Linked DNA regions of Zea mays: region 2 is linked to region 1. A link is a contact called in public Hi-C data. All regions are on one chromosome and are shown on one strand. The core of a region is the stretch at or near the end of the contact, and the rest is flanking DNA. Distances in the headings are between cores, read along the strand shown.

Evidence for each region. A called contact is a pair of places that touch in the nucleus more often than the background predicts.
Region 2: a Hi-C map of leaf shows a contact between it and region 1, with 6 times the contacts expected there. The contact joins the promoter of LOC100285759 here to the promoter of LOC100277067 in region 1. A contact is called at or near these places in 7 of 25 Hi-C or Micro-C datasets (ear, endosperm, leaf and 1 more).

What each region holds. Positions count from the first base shown.
Region 1 is chr4:168,546,853-168,553,830 of Zm-B73-REFERENCE-NAM-5.0, forward strand. It overlaps LOC100277067, which reads left to right and starts at 2,832. Exons shown (of 7, transcript NM_001371586.1): 1 at 2,832-3,265; 2 at 3,565-3,738; 3 at 3,863-3,955; 4 at 4,072-4,140; 5 at 4,395-4,601; 6 at 5,129-5,254; 7 at 5,379-5,875. The coding sequence starts at 3,011. The coding sequence ends at 5,525.
Region 2 is chr4:168,711,864-168,718,841 of Zm-B73-REFERENCE-NAM-5.0, forward strand. LOC100285759 (60S ribosomal protein L31) reads right to left here and starts at 4,273. Exons shown (of 2, transcript NM_001158649.2): 1 at 4,051-4,273; 2 at 2,626-3,208. The coding sequence starts at 4,154. The coding sequence ends at 2,929. It overlaps LOC100285456 (px19-like protein), which reads right to left. Exons shown (of 1, transcript NM_001158349.2): 1 at 6,817-6,978.

The DNA.
Region 1 (6,978 bases), core at 1,582-4,081:
CCCCCTTGCAAAAAAGTGCGACAAAAGCCTCCAAGCGAGTGTTAACACTCCCTTCGAGGCTCGGGGGCTACTGTCGGGGACCATAATTAGGGGTACCCTCAAGACTCCTAATTCTCAGCTGGTAACCCCCATCAGCACAAAGCTGCAAAGGCCTGATGGGTGCGACTAAGTTAGGGATCGGTCCATTCGAGGGACTCGATCACGCCTCGCCCGAGCCCAACCTCGGACAAGGGCAGCCGACCCCGGAGGATCTACGTCTCGCCCGAGGCCCCCCTCCAGCGACGAACATACTTCCAGCTCGCCCGAGGCCCAGTCTTCGCTGAGAAGCAACCCTGGCCAAATCGCCATGCCAACCGACCAAATCGTGGGGGCATTTAATGCAAAGGTGGCCTGACACCTTTATCCTGACGCACGTCCTCCAGTCGACAGAGCCGAAGTGACCGCAGTCACTTCGCCGCTCCACTGACCGGCCTGACAGAAGGACAGCGCCGCCTGCGCCGCTCCGACTGCTGTGCCACTCGACAGAGTGAGGCTGACAGACAGCCAGGCCCGGCCTCAGGCACCATAGGAAACTCCGCTCCGCCCGACCCAGGGCTCGGACTCGGGCTCAGCCCCGGAAGACGGCGAACTCCGCTCCGCCCGACCCAGGGCTCGGACTCGGGCTCAGCCCCGGAAGACGGCGAACTCCGCTCCGCCCGACCCAGGCTCGGACTCGGGCTCAGCCCCGGAAGACGACGAACTCCGTTTCGCCCGACCCCAGGGCTCGGACTCAGCCCTGGCCTCAGCCGACGGTCTCCGCCTCGCCCGACCCAGGGGTTCGGACCCGACCTCGACCTCGGAATACAGACTCGACCTCGACCTCGGAGGAGCCTCCACATCGCCCAACCTAGGGCACGGACCGACCACGTCAACAGGAGGCACCATCATTGCCCTACCCCAAGCTGACTCAGGCTACGGGGAACAAGACCGGCGTCCCATCTGGCTCGCTCCGCCAGACAAGTAATGATGGCTCCCCGCACGCTCTATGACGACGGCGGCTCTCAGCCCCCTTACGGAAGCAAGAGGACGTCAGTAAGGACTCGACAGCCCCGACAGCTGTCCTTCCGCCAGGCTCCAGCGCTCCTCCGACGGCCACGACACCACACGAACCGGGTGCCAAAACCTCTTCGGCTGCCACGATGGCATGTACTTAGGGCGCTAGCTCTCCTCCGCTAGACACGTTAGCACTCTGCTACACCCCCTTGTACACCTGGATCCTCTCCTTACGCCTATAAAAGGAAGGACCAGGGCCCTCTTACAGAGGGTTGGCCGTGCGGGGAAGAGGACGGGGCAGGCGCTCGCGTGAGGCCGCTCACTCCCTCCCGCGTGGACGCTTGTAACCCCCTACTGCTAGCGCACCCGACCTGGGCGCGGGACAAACACGAAGGCCGCGAGATTTCCACCTCTCACGCCCGTCTCCTCCCCCCCCTTCGCGCTCCGTCTCGCGCCGACCCATCTGGGCTGGGGCACGCGACGACATTTCACTCATCGGTCCAGGGACCCCCCGGTCTCGAAACGCCGACACCATGTGTCACTTTGTTTTTGCAGTTTTGTATGGTTAAACAATGTTTTTCTTGTTACATATCATATTTATTGGTGACTTATTGTAGTTGGGTGTCATGTGTCTGTTAATGTCATGTAAAATATAATGTGATAATATTTTTTTAGGGGATGAGGACCCATTGGGAACCCGATACCCGAATATAGATGGTATGGGATGAATCTTATACCATGATGGGTATGAGTATATAGATAGGGATGGGTATAGCTTCATAGGGATGGGGCGTCGAAACCCGGTGATGAATTCCCCATTAACACCTCTAATTCAAATATTTTAATAATGCAATTACTGCCTCACTAGAACAAGTAGCAATGACAATATCATCTACATAAATAAGCACATCACTACACTTTTAAAGCACGACTTTCGACGGCCACCCAGCGACGCCCCCTCTCGTGCCAATAAATTCTCGGAGTAACTCTAATCCCGCGTGTGCCCAAAAATTTGAAGGGGGAGAAGGGATCAAATCCTATCTGCCTAAATACAAGCTCCTCTCATCTAATCATCAGAGCTCTCGTTTGTTTGTGTTATTTAAAGGATAGATATTGTAAATATATATATATATATATTCTAATAATCTGGAAATAAAAAATATAACCATATTTGAATGAATATTCCATTTAAGCGAGTTATACTTATATGATTCGCAAAAGCCATAGCAACGTATAGACAACTAACTAGTATGTGGTAATATATGACCTTTGGCAGATGAATAAAGATGCATCAGATTTAGATAAGACAAAACTGAGTTCATGCAATATGGTGTTCAACCTTGAATATCATGTCTTAGGCGTCTGTTTTAATCCATAACTACTCTATCAAGCTTGCAAACATATGTGTGGGGATTTTGTTTGTCTTCATACACAAAAAAAAATTGTCTCATGTTACTCCCTTTTATAGAACACTGTGAAGAAACGTGTTTCCAATTGCATGTGTGCCGCTGCAACCACCGTAACGGCGGGACGGGAAATCTTTATATGGTTCAGTGACAAAACAATTATAAGTTATTGGCAAATTTTTCATTATTATTTGTGGTTTTCATCAGTATATTATTGGACCTATAAATTATAGACAGAGATGATACCACCAGCTATAAACATAAATTTCTCTAATTATAGAGGATCCATAGAAAATAAAATTCCTTGCTATTCAATCATAAATAACAAATCTTCTTAATTTACTTATCACCAAACAAACCCTTATCTTCTTTATCGAAACAGGTTCCGTGCGCACCCGGTTTGCTGTTCCTGCCCCAACTCTCCCTCTCGGTGCCTTCACGCATCACCCCACCGCTCCCTGCAACTACAACTCTGTTTCACATCGTCCGCTCGTCATACTCCCGAGGCCCCGATCCCCCTTTCATTTCAACTCGCATCTCCCGCGCCGCGCCGCCCCAGCCCGGCAGCCCAAATGGACCTGCCAGTGGTAGATCTCACGCCGTATCTCGGGGCCGCAGCCGGCGGCCCGGCCGCGTCGGGCGTGGAGGAGCTGCGCGCGCTGTGCGCCACAGTGAGCGCTAGTCTGCGGGACACGGGGGCGCTGCTGGTGATGGACCCGCGCTGCTCCGCCGCGGACAACGACCGCTTCCTCGACGTCGTCGAGCGCTACTTCGCCCGATCCGCCGACGCAAAGCGCCTCCAGGAACGGCCCCACCTCCACTACCAGGTAAGCAGGTGTCACCTTTTCCTTTTTCTGTCTGCTTGTCGAATTGGGCCAGCGGGTTTGATGGATCGGAGGTGTGGCCGTGTGGGTACCGTATGGTCATCCCTCATCCGGACGGCTCTAAACACTGAACTCACGGTGCTGAGATTAACAGCACTTCGGTTGGATTTGGATCAGTCCCGTGATCGGACCACATTGTAAAATAGGGCACGGTTGGGTCTTGCTTAATGTCTGTTACAAATTCAACTTACTCCACCGTGCTGAATTACCGATCCAGTTTGTTTATCCTTGTTATTGGTAAGGTTGGTGTCACACCCGAAGGGGTGGAGGTGCCTCGCAGTTTGGTCGACAAGAACATGCAGGAGAAGATCAGGAGCATGCCTAAGGACTTTAGGCCAGCCACTCCTAAAGGGCCGGACCCGAAATGGCGATACATGTGGAGAGTGGGTCCTCGCCCTACAAACACCCGTTTTAAGGTTGTGATTTCCATGTGATATCTCTCTATGATCTTGGATTTTAAAATATGAAATGCGTTAACTATTGACGGCGGCAGTTTTAGTTTTGTTGCTTTGTACTGAGCTGGTAATTAACCTTTTTTAGGAGCTGAACTCAGAACCTGTTATCCCTGAGGGATTACCTGAGTGGGAAGAGATGATGGATTCCTGGGGTTCTAAAATGATTTCTGCAATTGAGGTATATATATCTATCATGATAGCACCTTTTTATGAACAGTATTCAATGTTTGATGTCTTATACGTCTCTTTTATGCTCTACACTACACCCATGCCTGTATGGTTATGTTTTCATAGGTTGTTGCTGAGATGGCTGCAATAGGCTTTGGCCTATCGAAGGATGCATTTACTTCTTTGATGAAAGAGGTAATATTGTCATTATCTGTGCTACTAATTCAAAAAAGAAAATTCTTTGTCTTGTTCTGTTGTACTCAGTTTGTTTTCTTAATTTCATTTTCCCCTTTCTCTGTGTCAAAAGCCATCATTGGGTTACTTAGTGGCTTCTAAAGTATGGCATGAGATCTTCCATTCTGCACTTCTGTAGTGACGCAGTTAGAGATATTCACATTCAATTTCTATAATAATTTCTTGAGATGGTTCAATTTCTCTTTGAACAATAGGGACCACATCTCCTCGCACCAACTGGAAGTGACCTGCAGCGTCATGGTTCTGAGGGCACCGTTTTTGCTGGATTCCACTATGATCTTAATTTCTTGACGATACATGGCCGAAGTAGATTCCCAGGCCTTAACATCTGGTTAAGGAATGGTAAAAAGATGGAGGTGAAAGTCCCTGTTGGTTGCCTTCTAATTCAGTCTGGAAAACAGGTCAGCTTTGCTACTTTTATGTAAAAATCTCTATCAGCATTTTCAGTTTGATGGTTATTGATATTTTGTTTTGTTTGGTCTTTATGAATACTTGATTCCATAACCAAAGTGATTGTAAAAATCAAATTGAACTCTACTTTTATACTTACCTTCAATCATAAAGCATCAGGTTCATCAAACTTTTATAGCTTTGACCATCGGCATATAATATTTTATATGGATTCACAACACAAAATTGGCATTACTAAATTCATTAGGAAAAATAATTTCATAATAAGTAACTCTTTTGCATAAGATATATATTTTAATTTTATAGATTCAAAGTAAAAAAATCAGAGTTTGGACAAACCTAGATAGATTTTCTTAAAGTTTTGGAGCGAATATATAAGTTCTCTTATGGAGTATCAAATACTTCAACAGAACTACAGAAGTACTAAAAATATTGGGTGTGGCTGTAACTGTAAAGAAAAAAAATGATATTGTACTGTACGACTATTTACCAATCAGATGTGTTCCTTTCTGAACAGCTGGAATGGCTTACTGGTGGCGATTGTTTGGCTGGAATGCATGAGGTAGTGGTAACTAAGAGGACACTAGAGGCCATAGCGCTAGCGAAAGAACAGAATAGAAGCTTGTGGAGGGTTTCATCAACAGTAAGTACTATTGATTCTCAATTTATGTAAGCATTAGTTTGGACAAAGTTTTAAAAGCTGGCAGTGGTCAAATTCTACAGCCTGACGTTTTACATACTAACTCATTTTCTCTTTCTCCAAACAGCTGTTCGCGCACATTGCTTCGGATGCAATTCTTAAGCCGCTCGGCCACTTTGCTGAAACACCTGATGCTCATTCCTATCCACCTATATGCGCTGGGGATTATGTCGAGCAGGAGCTTTCAGTGATTAACCTGAAGGGAAAGGATTAAGTATAGACTCTATGCAGCTGGTGCATCTGGATATCTTATGAATTGACAGATATCAGGATGCAACACTAAATCACCCCAACTGACAATTGGGTATCCGTTTCCAAATGCTGCTGTACTGAAGGTGGTTAAGTTGGCCCGAAGACATGCTTGTTCATTGCTTGCTCTTGTTAAGATAGTGGATACCCTTCTTTGTGAACCACATATCACTTATGAAAATAAAATGTATAGCTTCCTCATAAATCTGTCTTTCTCCTTGAAACTGATATCCGGCTAGTTCAGACATCTGTAGTGTCTGATGTAGTTCCGAAACAGAGAAACTTTTCGATCGACCAAAAATATACTTCTCACGCAACAGATTACACTACAAGCTGCTCTTCCTCAGCAGCGCAAAGCAAATCTTAGGTTAGTTTGGAAAAAGAAATTGGAGGGAATACATTATTTACAGTAACCTAAATTGTCGAGTTCCTATCTCATAACAAGATCGGCATCTTATTTGCTACAAAAGCTTGCAAATGCAAGGCGTAACAATGATACAGCATGCAAAAGAGTTAGGAACCATATCAGTATTTTCTGTGTTCTGTAATTATGCATTACCCTTTTTCCCCAATTGAGAAGGAAAGTGAATGATTAAGGTCCTGTTTGGAAGCAATGCAGTTTTTAAGAAACTGATTTTTATATTTTAACTAGGAAAAGGGGGTTTCTTTGTTTTTAAGAAACTGAGAATCCAGTTTCTATAATCTGACACATAAACTGAGATGTTTAGAATCACGTCAATTTCTATAAGTCACTTTATTAAAAATTGGGTGCTTCCAAACATTGCCCTAAACCGATAAAGAAGTTGACGAAGGAATGTCCTAGTTTTCATTTAGAATTCGACAAGACCATTTCACAACAAGATCTGCATCTTACTATCAACGAAGATTTGTAAATTTTTGCAAGACGAAACTAAAATCCAAGATCAATTGCTCGGTCATCATTCATTCATTCTCTGGTAATGTTCCCAAGAATGTGGTTGGCTACACTACTGGCACGTTCATTCTCAAGTAGGATTCATCCATTCTCTGTTTATACTCAGTCGTAGATGGTAGATTCGATTGACATAATTTGATATTAGTATTTTAACACTCCATATATTAGATATGTTGCCTTATTGAAAATACTGATTTTTATACCATTTGGTTCGATATAACACATCCTGCTTTCTGCTAGGTTGAACTCTTTCTAAAGCCAAACGACTCTGGTCGCGTTTGGTTTTGCTTTTCCACCTGTTTTTACTTTTAAAAAATAGAAGCTAAGCCAAAGGGATCTAATTTCCAATAACTTTTCCCCACAACCCAAAGCAGGTAGAGGGCTGCTTTTGTTGCCTTGAGAGTAAACCAAATTTAATTTTTTTTATCTATTTCTGTTTCTTCTAGTTTTATCCCTTCCGTACCGGGCAACGCGCTTGAATTCC
Region 2 (6,978 bases), core at 3,023-5,522, 170 kb after region 1:
ATGTTATCTTCAACGCTTTCTCTTAAATTCCACCCTTCTATATCCACTTTCGTGCCACGTCTGTGATCTCTCCTCAATATATCCACTCATTGCAGTGCCACATCTGTGATATGTCCCCCTCTATACCTTCACTCATTGCAGCGGTTTCTCCTATAACATCTCCCTACAATCCACCATACTATTAAAATATACATTTTCTTACAAATACTTTAACTATCATCCTTCTATTTCCAGTTCTCCTTTTCAATATCTGTATATATTATCAATAAATTTTGTAACCGTCTTGAAGAATATCCTAAACATCTCGTAATAATCTGGGTCACAGAAAAAGCATATAGATTAAAAATATACAAGAAAAAAAAGATGTTTTAAGAAAATGAGAATGCAACAGTCTCGACCTCTTTGTTTTCCTTGGTAAACGAAATGCATAGACTAAGTGGTGTACCTGTTCTTTGTCTAATGTCTGAGGAGGATCGACTTCCAATTTTGAAAACGCTTCTGTAATATGTGAATGCAATATTTGAACCACTTGCCTGATTGCACAAGAGTAAAAATAAATCAACACCCTGTAAACAACTTACAATAAACCATTTTACTAAGTACATAGAAAAGTAAAGAAAAACATGTATAATTTGCAGTCAATTAACTCGCAAGGGTGGGGACGATAGAGGAGGCGAGGGTTTTGTCTCGTTATTCATTGGGAGGCGCATTGGTTTCTTTACCTATCGACCGTCGTAGCGTCCCTACATCTGGGAGGGAGAGACGGCAACGACGAGATAGAGTGAGAAGGGGGCTGTTTGGGGCTAGATCCTGTTTGGCACAGCTGTTGTTTGTTGAAAAAGCAGTTTATATGAGAAGCCGGTAAAAAGTAGCTTCTGTTTGTTGGCTGCTTTTAGTTCATTCTGAGAAGCAGTTAAACTGATAAGCTGTTGTAGAAGCTGTCTATTTGGCAGAACCTATACTTAAATTTATAAACAAGCTGAAAATAAGATTTGCCAAACAAGGCTATCGAGCCAGCTTGACTTATCCGAGTTCGAGCTGGCTCGTTAAGTTAACGAGCCACAGAGTCAGCTCGGCTGGTTTAGCTCGCGAGCTAGACAGAAAAATAATATGTACTCACTCTGGTCTTCAAATACTTAATGTTTTAGACATGATCTCATATACCAAGGAACTATTAAATATGATTGTTCTGTCTTGAAATACCCCTAATAAATATGTCGAAATCAAACACAAGAAGATGTAAGCTTACATGGTTGCAACATTGGTCGTCATTACACCAGGTCTTGACATCGAATTCTTGCCATCTAAGAGTAATTAGGGGTATACTAGTGTAAAATGAGCTTCAAATATTTCAACATCAAATATTTGCATCCAAAATGAAACCCCTTAAACATTTAGTATTTGAAGAGTGAAGGAAGTATATAATAATCAATTTTTAGGTAATTCAAATTAATTAAACAATAGAAAATAGTAATTATACTCATAATTTCACATACAACGTTAATGTACCACCAAATTAACACAACTCATCACTCATCAAATTCAAAATTTACACATATAATTATATTAATTTAACCACAATTATATTCATATAGACCAATTTAACATATAAACGCAGTTCATCAATCATTATTTTAATTTATAGATCATAGACAGCACACATACATATAACATATTCATCAATTGTTACATAAATGATAAGTACATAGTTTTATTTTGCTGAAATGTGATAGCTTGTGAGCTGACTCGCACCGAGCCAAGCTAGGATATCCGCTCAACTCGTAAAAAGAACTATAACGAGCTGACCATAAATCAAGCGAGCCACAAACTCTATCTTCAGATAAAGGGGTACTACTGTAACTGCTAAAAGGGGTGGCATGTGTCCTGTTATGCCATTACTATTTGCTCGTATCGAATAATGGTTTGGTTTGGCACATCTTATCTTCAACTTCACAAACAGAAGTTGTATCAAACAGAATGCTTTTATGATAACTTATCAGTTTAGATGCTCTATAGAACAAACTGAAAGCATATAAGGCTAGTCACACGGGTTGCCGCGCGAGGCTCCCTCCCCTTGCCCTGTAGCATGCATGGTGCCTACAGGGCGCCCGCTATGGCCGCAGCGGCGCTCTCTGCCAGGCTCCCTACGCGGGGGAAGCCAACGTCAGTACGCCACAGCTAGCGTCAATCCGCAAGCTACTCTAAACATTGTTCACATATTTAATAATTGAAAAAAATGGTAATAGATGATGAATAGGATTAGATAATAATATTGCCAGGCTCCCTATGCGGGAGAAGCCAACGCAACGTCAGTACGCCACAGCCAGCATCAGTCCACAAGCTACTCTAAACATTGTTCGCGTATTTAATATTTTATAGTTGTAGTGGGATATAGGGAGAGATTTTAGGGGAAACCATTACAGGAGATAAAAAAAGTAGGGGATAAAATGTTAATATTGTGACGCAAAAAAGTGATTATAGGGTGAGAAATTTAGGATGAACCACTGCAGATAGTCTAAAATGTTTTTCACCAGCTTCTCTGATAAGTTGCTTCTCTAAAAAGCAGCTGCTGCGACAAACAGGGCTTACAAGTGATCTGTCAAGAACAAACTGGCAGCTGTGACAGACAGGGCTACAAGTGATCTTTCATGCGTCAAAAAATCTTAAAACACATGGCTACATCAGTCATATCAGGTTGTACAAGCAAAAATTGATGAGTCTGTCTCAGCATAATAAATACAGATGCTCGGAATGTGTAAAGATAACACAGACTTGGCATGGCATATAGTCAAAATTTCAAAACTTGAAAGGAGCAACGTCTCGAAACTTCTATCACACGTCATCCGGCATAGATAACAAGCTGAAGCAGCATTATCAAACTTGCTCTCATGGTATGCATTTAAGTGCTAGATGATTGAACCCTTCGACTTAATCCTCATCCTCAACAACCTTAGTTCCCAAACCTTTGAGACCCTCCGGAGGGATCTCAGCTACTGTGACCAGAGAGTACTGCCCCTCCTTGGCGTCTTCCTCGTCGTTCCTCTTGCGGGCAATCCTGACACGGACTCGCCTCGGCACACTCCGGATACCGCTGCTCCAGACGTGCTTGTTGAGCTTCACATCGATCCGGACATCGGTGGTACCCATGGTCTTCTGGGCGAACTTCCTGATCTCCTTGATGGCATTCGGTGCCTTCTTCTTGAAGGTGCTGCATACAATTGTAGATTAATTAGTGTTGACTAAACTGACAAGATCAACTGAAGCATGGTTAGTGCTGTATACAATATAATTTTGCGTGTTCAAAAGAGATTTAACAGAATGGAACATCATGATATTGTACTTCTGCAATGTGCATGTAGCACTCAAATGGAACACATGACAGCATGTCGAGGCAACATGTGTAACGATGAGCGACATCTGTGTACCGGTCATGTAACTGTATCAACCACGAGATTGTATAAGACAGATACCTGACTATAACCGGACAATACAAAAGATATTACTGTATCAGAGAAACACCTTCAAAAAAATACGATGCAACTACAAATACAATGTGTATTATGGGAGGAAAATATACTGCCCAAATGGAACACATAGTAGCATTATGAGGCAATACGTGTAACGATGAGCAGATTGTATATACCGGGCATGTAACTGTGTTCAGCCAATGAAATAAGGCAGGCACCTGACTATACCCGAGTAGCACCTAATCGAACGGCGCCCACAGAACAAAATGCAACTACTGCCACCACTCACAAAGGCAAACAACAAGACAAACGCGAGATGAATGTGGGATCAGATACAAGAGCAAGATCAACTACACGCTATTCCCGCTCGGTCAGGTGATCCCGACTGTAGTCTAGCTGGTAAAAGATAATGCATCCGATCAGGTGTATCGACCATTCGCAAGCCCACATAGTGCTCACAGGCCGCAACCCTCCGCACCAGCATCTGATGTGTAAGCCCGACGCGGCTATAGAACAACACTATGCTCCCCAACACGTGGATCTAATAAGCTTGGGAAATGGAAGAGAAAGTTGGTGGTAGTACCATCCGTGGAGGCGCTTGTGGAGGTTGATGGTGTACTCGCGGGTCACCACCTCATCCTTGCGGGTGCCGGTGCCGGCGCCGGCGCCGCGCCTCCTCTCGGACATCTCCGCTCCGCCGCCGGCAGAGCACCCTCCTTTCTTCTTCGCTCGGGCTAGAGGGAGGTTGCGGAGTCGAGATAAACCCTGATCGCCAGAGTCGCCATTTTATAGCGGCGCGAGTTAGGGCTACCTAATGTTCCGGGCCACCCCGCGCACATACATGGCCAGCCCATGTGTAATAATTAGGCCCATCTAGGTAGGCCCTCTACTCCTATTTTTAGTCATTTATTTATCCGAATCGCCTCTCCTAGTCTCCTAGAGAGACTCCTAGTCCCAACAATTATGTTGACTACTTGATTCTCAAAAAAAAAGTTATGGTGACTACTTGACTTGCGTGCTATTATCAGTAAAGGGTAGGCTGTCCCAGTCCCAGTTGAGACGTTGGCTTCAGCTGCTTGTTGGTGGTGATTCAGTTTGGCTTTGATTTGACAGGGCAGTTCAGTTCCACATATAGCTGCCATCTTGCCATCAACCGAGCAAGAGCGGCACAACAACTAACACGAACACGACCAGAATTTTGTAAACTACGATCATCTGCAACGAGGAACTATGCAAACTGACTAACCGAACCGCAACTCCGCCGAAGCCAAAACAGTCAGAGAGCGCAGCGTGGTGTGATCCTTGCAGGGACTGATAACATTCGACAGACAAAACGACTACTGAATAATATATCGGCTTCAAGTATCAAGTTTTCAGAATCAGAAAATAAAAGGTGATTGATAAGCTCATGATCACATCGGCGGATACCAGAGAGCATCAGGCAATACCCTGATTACATCTGCAGACACCAGGAAGCGGGGAGCCTCCCTCCGCCCAAGCCAAAGGCAGCATTGACAAATATGAACTAACGGCGGGCGACAGATATTCGAGAAGGTAGTACAATTTACAACCACAGAAATTACTTTATTTTACAGCTGTTTATCGCACAAAACCAGTTCACAAATGTTAATAACAATGTCAAATCATGTCAGTGCGAAAACAAACCGCAGTCCATGTGATAATGAAGCAGCGTTCTGAATTTCGGACCACGCCCTCGTGAAAATTTGTAGCCACGGTCAAATATGCCTACTAAGAGAAATTCTGAACAAGCATAGACCACACAGATTTCATAGTCTGAAAGATGTTGCGGCCATGAAGTTCAGAGGGAACAAACAAGTGAGAACCACCAGTTGACTACAGTGGTAAGAAGCCAGCACGTTTTGTTTCACAACTTCCTACCAAATGAATAACATTAGCCTAAACCATTCCAGACTTCTGAACTAGCAGTTGCCCACAACCACATTGTTACTTCGTACTCCATACTTCCTTTCCAAAATATAAGACGCTTTGGCTTCTGAACCCAGCCTGATCGGCTGCACATTTTGTGCTGCAGGTGCAGGTGCAGCTGCTGCTGCATGCACAGTTCAGATTCTATGCAGCAGATTTCAACGGTTCAAATTTTAAGCAGCATGCAGCAACAGATATAGCTGAAAAGCACAGGAAGTGCAGCATTATGTATTTAGACATAGTATATACCTAAGTGCACAGCAAAGAAACCTTATGATTTGGAATGGAGGGAATAGTAAAGATTAAAGAACTATGCTCTGAAAGATGGTGAATAAGAACATTTAAAAAGTATCTTCAGAGTAAAATATACAGCAAGAATCCAATTCAGGTAAGGATACATCATACTTGCAGGGATGCAGTAGCTTGGTCTACGATGTACAAATGTGGTTGCAAGACACAGCATCAAAGTGGAATCCATGCCGTGAGGGACATTCCATACTTACTAAAGACTTCACATGATTGAAAACACAAAGCAAATGAAATTTGTTCGAAATTAAGAGCATCACATAATAGATTAGTTGGAGGTGGTGTTATTATAGTTACTTGAGCTATGACTAGCTTAGTGGCTTCCATCAATTCTCAATTTATGCCAACTGAGCAGACTAATCGAAGTCATGGAACCTAACTACTCATCCACAACAGTACAAGCACAAGCAGCCTACAATATCTAAGTTCATAACCCCAAGGATCCACCGCTCCAGTAAGCAAGAAAAGGATAAGCTTATGATAATTAGTAGATACATGACTTAGAAAACCATGGAGAAGCTCATATATATATTACAACTATAGAGTATAGACTTGTAATATCAGAAAGCAATGCTATCCACAATATATGTCATGCCATTCTTACCAATAAACCAAATGTACAAAGGAGACAGAAATACTGTGCCCAGCTTCAAGAATGACACATCGGTTCACTTTCTGATTTATCTGGACATGCCTTGAATAGATTAAAGCACCGATATGTATAACTTATGTAATATCTCAAATTTGCAAGAGCAAGCACAAAGAGTTGGAAGGGGAGATTATCAAAATGGTTCCACAGATAAAAGTATTAGCGAAGTGTACGACAAAAAGCTATGGGGTATCTACCATTAAACACTACCTGCCCAGCTTCAAGAATGACACATTGCTAGAATAGACTAGATATGGAAAGTATTTTACTTCACGATGTCATACTATTCTTACCAATCAACCAAGGGGACAATCTGCTACCAGCTTAAAGAACAACAGATCAATGACCTCACCCTTTTCTGTGAATGAGAACACCACTAAATCTAGTCAATCAAAGCATGAGCAACCATTCAGTCAATCAAAATAACACAACAAACATCAGTGATTTCATAGCATTTAAATTTATTAGCAAATTAGAATTTGGCAAGGCTCATGATCAAAATCAGGGAGGTTAAAGCGGTTCCACATACTTACAACAGAAGAAACAAGTATGACCAGAAGCTTTATTCTATTCCGAATTCAGCTCATCATTTCACACACAAAAAATGAA